Linked DNA regions of Rattus norvegicus: region 2 is linked to region 1. A link is a contact called in public Hi-C data. All regions are on one chromosome and are shown on one strand. Each heading gives the region's core, a stretch centred on a gene start, on an enhancer-like site or on the middle of the called end of the contact. The rest is flanking DNA. Distances are from core to core; before and after follow the strand shown.

The links. A called contact is a pair of places that touch in the nucleus more often than the background predicts.
Region 2: a contact with region 1 is called in a Hi-C map of Schwann cells, with 4 times the contacts expected there. The contact joins two enhancer-like sites. A contact is called at or near these places in 12 of 12 Hi-C or Micro-C datasets (the A7r5 cell line, the Rat2 cell line, Schwann cells and 7 more).

The regions. Positions count from the first base shown.
Region 1 is chr10:62,145,829-62,149,810 of GRCr8, forward strand. Cpd (carboxypeptidase D) reads right to left here. Exons shown (of 21, transcript NM_012836.2): 7 at 2,905-3,072; 8 at 620-729. Among named protein-coding and RNA genes, the nearest start is that of Cpd, 38 kb to the right of the region's middle. Within about 2 kb of position 1,328, at least 22 of the 93 cell types and tissues checked have an H3K27ac peak or open chromatin away from gene starts, as enhancers often do. A contact at or near this core is called in Schwann cells, where this site is marked.
Region 2 is chr10:62,223,341-62,227,063 of GRCr8, forward strand. No RefSeq gene overlaps it. Among named protein-coding and RNA genes, the nearest start is that of Tmigd1, 12 kb to the right of the region's middle. Within about 2 kb of position 2,326, at least 30 of the 93 cell types and tissues checked have an H3K27ac peak or open chromatin away from gene starts, as enhancers often do. A contact at or near this core is called in Schwann cells, where this site is marked.

The DNA of each region.
Region 1 (3,982 bases), core at 78-2,577:
CATATAACTGCTAGGGCCCTGAGAGGCGGGTGGGTTGTTGGTGGAGGTTTGTTAGGTTCTTGTGCGCAAAGATGAAACGACCAGAAGAAATCAGATCTCCTAACAACAAACATCAAACCTGTCACACTCCTAATCAGCAGGAAGTCCAGGGAGAACATCGCCCCTTCGCTCTCCATCCTTTTTTGTCTCCTACCTAGTGTTGTGGGGTTAAAAGGGTAGAAGAAAAGGGGTGAAGAAGGGTGGAAGAAAACCCACAAAGTAGCCAAGATTGGCTACACAGACTATTTGTAAAGCATGGTTGTGGTTGTATGGCAAAAAAAAAAAAAAAAAAAAAAATTAACTTATCAATTCTGCTTTAGCAACTTTATTGGACTTATAAACTAAATATGTACTAAATAAAATGAGCTGACATCATTTCTGTTCCAGGTGCTGAGTTAAAAACCACAGATAAAACACATAACTGAGTTTAAAAGCTGGTGGAAAAAGAGATGTAATGTTCAGAAGTGAGACAAGAAACAAGAAAAAGGAAAAAAAAAATGAAAGGAGCCCTGGGTATCTTAGCAGTGAGAGCATCTACCTGAGTGCTTTAAGGTAGTTTTTACTTAATTTTCCAGTATACCTTGGAATAAGAAAGTGCTATTTGTTGAAACACGGCGTCATCTGGTGATTTGCTGTATGTGGCAACTCCTTGTTCATTATCATCATAAGGGTAGTTAACCACCAAGGAACCTACAAGGGAAACAGGAAAAGGCACTGTTTCAAAATGGATCAGTTGTGGAAAACAAGCTTTCACAGTACAGTCAGAGAAGGAAGGTCCGGTTCATGACCTCGACAGGCCCTGGAACCACCCAGCAGACAAGCCCTCCTTTGGACCCTTGAGGGATTATTTAATCAGGTTAGACTCTATGCATCCTTTAAGGATTATCTTGATTACATTCGTTGTAAAAGGGTCAGCACCGCTCCCTGGGCTCCACTGCCAGGAAGCTCAGGCTCAATCATTTACCATTCTCTGCGTTCTAAGAGGCTTCCTCAAGCTTCTGTTGCCAAGACTTCCCTGCCAGGATGAGCTGCACCCCAGGGCTGTGGGCAGAGATAAACCTCCACTCCCTTAGGTAGTGCTTGTCAGGTGTTTTATCACAGCAACAGGAAAGGTGAGGCAGAGGGAGAGCCATGAGATTTGTCAAGCAAGGCCAATGATGCGTTCTCTAAAACAGGAGGTTAGGCAACTTAGCCTGGTCCACACAGAAAAATGGTCTAGTGACTCAGTTGGGGTTGTAACAACAATGAAGGATTCAAGGAAGAAAGGGATGCTTTCAACTGCAAAAAGGCCATCCCCCACCTCATGCTTTGCACAAGAGGAGAGTAACAATGGTGGGTCTCAGGGAGAAGCTCTGAGCTATGATTGTCAAAGAACCACATCCTTTATTTTCCTGATTGTCAAACTGTTTTCACATGTCTGACTGTCTGCTTATAATGCCTTCTACTGCATCAAAATGCATGTGTGGACGTCAGAGGGACATTTGCTGGAGTAGATTTTTGCCTTCCACTCTGTGGGTTCAGAGGATGGAACCTGGCACAGGTCCTTATCTGCTGGCCCATCTCTCCAGACTGGTACTTCCGCTCTTATTCACATGACTGTTTTGAGACAGGTGCTCATGTACCCCAGGTTGCCTTGAACTACTATGTAGATAAGGATGACCTTAAACTCCTGATCCTCCCGCTTCTCTTTCCTGAGTGCTGGGATTACGGGCATATGCCACCATGCCAGGCTTAAGAGGTACATGCTGGTCACAGACTCCAGGGCTTCATGCATGTTAGGTAGGTACCCTACTGGCTCAGATATATACCTATGATGTTTCTCTTAATATTGACCTTTCATTTTGTTCAAATGACTCATTCCTGATGAGTCATCTTGACAACTATATTCCCAAATCCCCAATGAGAATGAAGTCATTTTGGTGCAGTTAAGTTACTGTGTGTGTGTGTATGTGTATGTGTGTGTGTGTGTGTGTGTGTGTGTGTGTGTGGTACACAGGGGGGAGGGCACAAGTAGAAGAGAATGTGTTTGACTTTTTGATAGCAAAGTGACCATTTAACAGTGTAACAAATCAACCTTTAAAGAACTATTATAGTGATATGAAAAACAAAAAACCAAGAAAAAGGAAGGCAGGAAGTGGGAAGAAGAGGAGAAAGGGAGGGAGAGATGGTTTAGTGGGAGAAAAGCACTGTGAGTAAATCCACAACCTGAATTAGATCCTCAAATCCGGTGGAAAAAGAGAACTGACTTCTGAAAGGTGTCTTCTGACCTCCACACACATGCCATAGCATGTACACACACACACACACACACACACACACACACACACACACACATACACACACACAGTACATATGTAATAATAAATAACATTAAAACTTAAAGGAAAGAAAAAGAAAGGAGGAGAAAGGGCATGGGAGGAAAAACTGTGTGACAAAAGATGAGAGCAAGCTGGGCCTGCTAATGCTCACCTGCAATCCCAGCACCACGGAGGCAGAGGCAGGAGGAGGATGGCTGCAGGCAAGGCCAGTGTGGCCTGCACAGTGAGCGTCAGGCCTGCCTTGGTACATGGTGAGGACATGGCTAAACGAACAACAACCAACCAAAAAAAAAAGTCAAGAAAGAAAGAAAAGAAGGAAGGAAGATGAGTGGGGAACAGAGTGGGAGAGCCATGAGACTGGCCTACAAGAGTAGGAGAAAGGAGAAAGGAGAAAGGAGAAAGGAGAAAGGCTTTAACTGTTCTCTGTCACAGAGGCAGTGACAGAGTACTCACTTGAAGAAAGCCTAGGACTATACGAGCAGACAATTGCAGCAGGGTTTCAAATGCTCTCAACAAGATGAACTTAGCGGCGTAGGAGCTGCCGTACCTCCATGCAGATTGGCCGACAGCACAAACGGATAGGCCTTCACCCAGCTCATCACAGCGATAGTTTCAGGTTGGGTAGGATCTGTGATCGGAACAAACTGGTCTGGGAAATTTCGGTTTAGGTCAAAGTTGTTGCTGTTGTTTCTGCCAACTACACTTATCGAGTCTCCTGCAGGATAAAAGATTAAAGTTTAAGGCAGGTTTCACTGTGTTTTAATATCACACACAACATCAGCCACCCTAACATGCAAGCATCTCAGGCTCCAATCCCACTGAGTGAATTACGGCTTTTGGGGGGTACATTATGTATTTTAAAAAAAGCAACCATGTCTTACAGATCTTTAAAGCAAAGTGGTAAAATCATTACTCTCTAGTGTCTGTCTTCTGCTTATACTTTGAGAGGAAAAAAATCCAATTACATAAATTATACTAAAGCATTGTTCAAGTGATATAATACACACATGATGGCATAAGCAGCCCTTCAGTTGGTGGGCTTCATCATGAGAAAAGAGACCAACAAAAAGAAAACTGGTGTGCTGACATTAAAACAGTTACAGGAAGGTAAAGTTAGGAGAGAACACTGTGGGCACTTAATCCAATAGAGGAAAAAAGTTCAACTCAAGCTTAACTGTGTAGACTCTGATATGAGCGAGAGTGTAATTACCGTCATTTTAGAGAGAAGAACTCCAAGTGAGGGAAGGGCCCACTGGAGGGCTCCCCCTTACAGAAGGGTTGGAGGCATCAGGAGGGATCTGTAATGCTGACAGGAGGGAGGAGCAAGAACCTGCATGCAGTAAGGGTCCACCCCAGTCTGTCGGAAGGAGAGCCCAGGGTCGGCTCAGTGTGAGCTCCCCATCCTGTGTCTGGATGCACACATTGTGTGGTGGTGCCTGTTCCCCTCACAGGGATCACTCTAGGAGCAGCTGAGGGAGAGTCAACAGACTGCATGGACATATTTCAGTTGGCTACAGTTAACTGCAGAGATGGGAATAGCTCTGCAAAGCTGTCCTTGTATACAGAGAAAGCTTTTCCGCTGGCAGCCTACCTAGGAAAGGCACCCCTTAAATAGAGAGTGGGGG
Region 2 (3,723 bases), core at 1,076-3,575, 79 kb after region 1:
TAGGAGCTAGTGTTAGGAATGTAATCTAAAGGTTTAGTAAGTGTGTGTATGTGTGTGTGTGGGGGGGGAGTTAATACCTTCCAGCATGGTTTTTATGAAGTTTGGGCCCATTAGAGAGCCCTTGGATGAGGTTGGGTCAAATGCAGGGCAAGGGCTAGTCCTCAGAGTTTTGGTGTATGGAGCTCCTTAGGAGGCTGTTTCTCTCCTGAGTACTGACTAAGGCCAAAAGCCTGAGATCCACAGATGTGTACCTTTAAGAATAAAGAGTGGGAGGGGCCAGGGATGAGGAAATACAGATAAAACACAAGGGATGCTTTTCTACTTCTGGAAGTAGGTGGAGAAAGAATACAAACAAGAAGTCTGTATTAAGGCACAGTGTTTGTTTTGTGCATGCAGTGCTGGCCAGAGGCTCTGGGAAAACAAAGGCCCTGCCTGATTTCTTCTCTCCTCTGATCCACCGAGACAGGACTCTGGTGTAACCCATATTTGGCTTATGCCAGGGTTATGTTGGCCTTCCACCCTCCTTTTCATGGCATGCCAAGGACACACGTAGATGGCATTTGCAGGGTTTAACAATAGCAGAGATAAACACGAGGTGCCGACCAGTCTCTTAGGTCCAAAGAATTTTCATTTTAAGGTGCAAGTTCTGGTTTGTGAAAAAGGTAGGAAATCACTTTGGGTAAGAGGAGACTGTTAGCAAAAGTCTGAGCTTTTAAAAGCATGTGTTGTGTGGGAAAATAGGGGTCAGAGAAGTTTGTTCTTAACTTCTACCGTGTAGATCCCGGGGACCAAACGCAGGTCATCAGGCTTGGTGGCAGGTATCTTTACTCTCTGATCTATCTTCTTGACCCTTTCAAACAAACAAACAAATGACCTACATGCTAGGCCAATGCTCTACTGCTAAGCTGCGTATCCAGGCCCTGGGCTGAGGGCATATACACTTTCCAGATGCCTCTGAGCTCCACTTAACGCAGTGCTGAGAACTGAACCTAGGACCTCATGATGCTAGGGAAATGCTCTACCAATGAACTACAGCGCCAACACTAACACTCGACCTTAATTTAATAAACTGTCCATTGTCTTCCATCTGCTCTTTCTTGAGAGGTGTCAGCCCAAGAATGGCTCTAGTCCACAATCCACTCCTACTGGCCGTTGCTGTAAAATGTCTCCTCTAACTATGCAGAGGAACTCTGGCCCAGAGGTGATCCCTGTGGCATGTTCAGTGCAGACTGGAAGAGTGTGGGCCCTCGTATCAGGTGGATTGGCTCAGAAATCAAAAATCTTAATGTAAGACTCCAGAGATATCATCTGTAGTCGTGGAAGAAGAAACAAAGGTAAAACAGCATCACAGAGAACTAATACACCTTGGCAGAACCTTGAAGCAGTTGGGGACCTAAGAAGGAAATGTGGTTTCTCTATGGGATCTCACATAACAGGAGGCCAATGAGTGAATCTAAAAGCAATTAGGGTTGGAAGCATAACTTAGAGCGCTGGGTTCAAACCCCAGCACAGAAGGGAGGGGAGAGTGTGGTTTCCACAGATATTTACCATGTGCCAACCACTGTTCTAGACTTAAGTACACCACAGAAACCAAGCGAAGCGACCGTACTCACTAATACTCCACTTCGAAGATAGTGAACACCAGAGCAAAGTGAGGACTCTTACAAAGAGATGCTTTGGGGGGTGGGTTTAGAAGAGGGGAGCCTTGGTCAGAATCGTGGCAGGGTTGTTTTTCCTGAGAAGTCCTGCTGTGCAACTTGACTAAGTTTTAAAATGTTAAATCATTGACTGTTTTTTGAGCTTATGGTGGGATTTTTTTTTTCTAGTTTATTGAGACAGGGCGTCACTATGTTACTTGAACATAGTTGCTCTTGTCTAGACCTCCAAATACAGCCAGCACTACCATCCTATCCCCCTGGTAACTGAGCTTAGGGATTTGCACATGCTAGTCAAGTACTTTACCATGAATACCTCAAATTGTATATTATAAGAGTACTTGGCAGGAAGTGGGCATGTGGGTAGCCATTTCCTCCTGTATTTTCCCAGGCTATATCTTGCAGCTAATGGTCTTCATGCTGGAATATCCATCACTGGGGCTGGCCTGAGCAGATCAAGTGACTTCTCTTTGTTTCTCTCCATCTGACACAAAGACGCTCATGCAAAAAATTCCTCCGTGTCCTAGAGGAACAGGATGTTCATTGTGGGAACGCTGCAAGGACTTTGAGCTCTTTGGAAGAATACTGGTCAGGGCACGGGGGTGGAGCTTGGTAGATCATATGCCAATCAGGGATGAAGCCAATGGCACAGTCTCTACCATTGCAAAGGAGCCCAGACAGCAAATCATGACCCGGCTTTCATTTGAACGATATTGGGCTGTTGGTCTCTATATCACTCACTTATGGAAAGACGGGGTAATTTGTTCTCCTGACTGGATTATTGCCACAGCAAATTTCACACGTAGGGCACATCGTCCCTAGGGCAAGGAGGGCCTCCAAAAGGAAGATACAAGAGCAATTATGGACTATAAAAGAAAGAAATTAGAAAACTGTCTGGGGTCGGGATGTAGTAACTAGGAAAATACTTCAAATGCCTGCATAACGGAAGAAGGAAGATTGCTGGCTGTAATGGCGAACACATGCAGGCGCTCTTCTGTGCGCCCATGAATAGACAAATACGGAGACTGCTGGCAGTTTGGGTGGTGTGTGTGCTAGGGGTGGCACAATGATCCTCTGGTAAATGTCTAACAGTTCTGGAGAGGAGGGCCTGGATTTGCAGCAGTTGCCAGTTTCAATTATAAAAATCCTTTCACTTTGGCCAATTTCAAGTACCAGATTGAAGTCACCGGGTATGCGGCTGCGAGAGAAGCAGGCGGTTCTCAGCAGTGCCTGTCAACTGCTGGGACCAGTTGGGTTCCATTACTGTGGTTCATTTAAAAGCCAGAGAGCCCCTAGGTTCCTCAAGTCATCTGCACCTAGCCTTGTGTGTATTGCTTGAACTTTGATCCCAGGACCTTCACATCTCCCAAACAGAGCTGTCCATCTTGTTATGGAACTGTACGGATGGCCATGGCTGGCTTGCCAGGTCTCCTAGGTCTCTCCAGAGGTGAACAAAGTGACGAAGGCCCAGGGACAAAGGAAGTAGAGATGCAGGAGAGGTGAGACGTGTTTAGGGAAGCAGTAGCACCCTGTTAGGATGGACGGAGTCTCCAAAGCTGGCAGTTAGTGGACTCTGGGCTAGCTTTTATAAACCCCTGGACCCTCTCCTCTTTTGAGCTCCCTTTTCTCTTTCACTCTCTCCTTGGTTCAGGGAGACCCCGGATCAAGTGAGGCAGTATCTCAGCTGCAGGGTATTTGAGCTGTCGTGTGGGAATGCTGTTGCTTCTCCTCTCCCCGTAGTGCCCTATTCCCTGTAAACTCCTCGCCAAACCAGGTCCACTTTGCCCATTACACAGTATTCCACATTCTAAAAGGAAATTATTGGCAAGGCAGCCAAGCTCTTGAATTCAGATCTCAAATCCCATGGGATGGGATTTGGGGGTGTTTGTGACCGCGGGTGTTGGGAAAGGTGAGTGGAGGCTAACCCAGGACTGCTAGTTACAGCAGGTATTCCAGAACTGTGAGCAGGTGGCTTCCTGGTACCTTTATCATTTATCCCTTTGCAAAGTTCACAGCTCAGGGATTCTATAACTTTCCTTCTGGAGGTTGTTTTTTTTTTTCCCCTTCT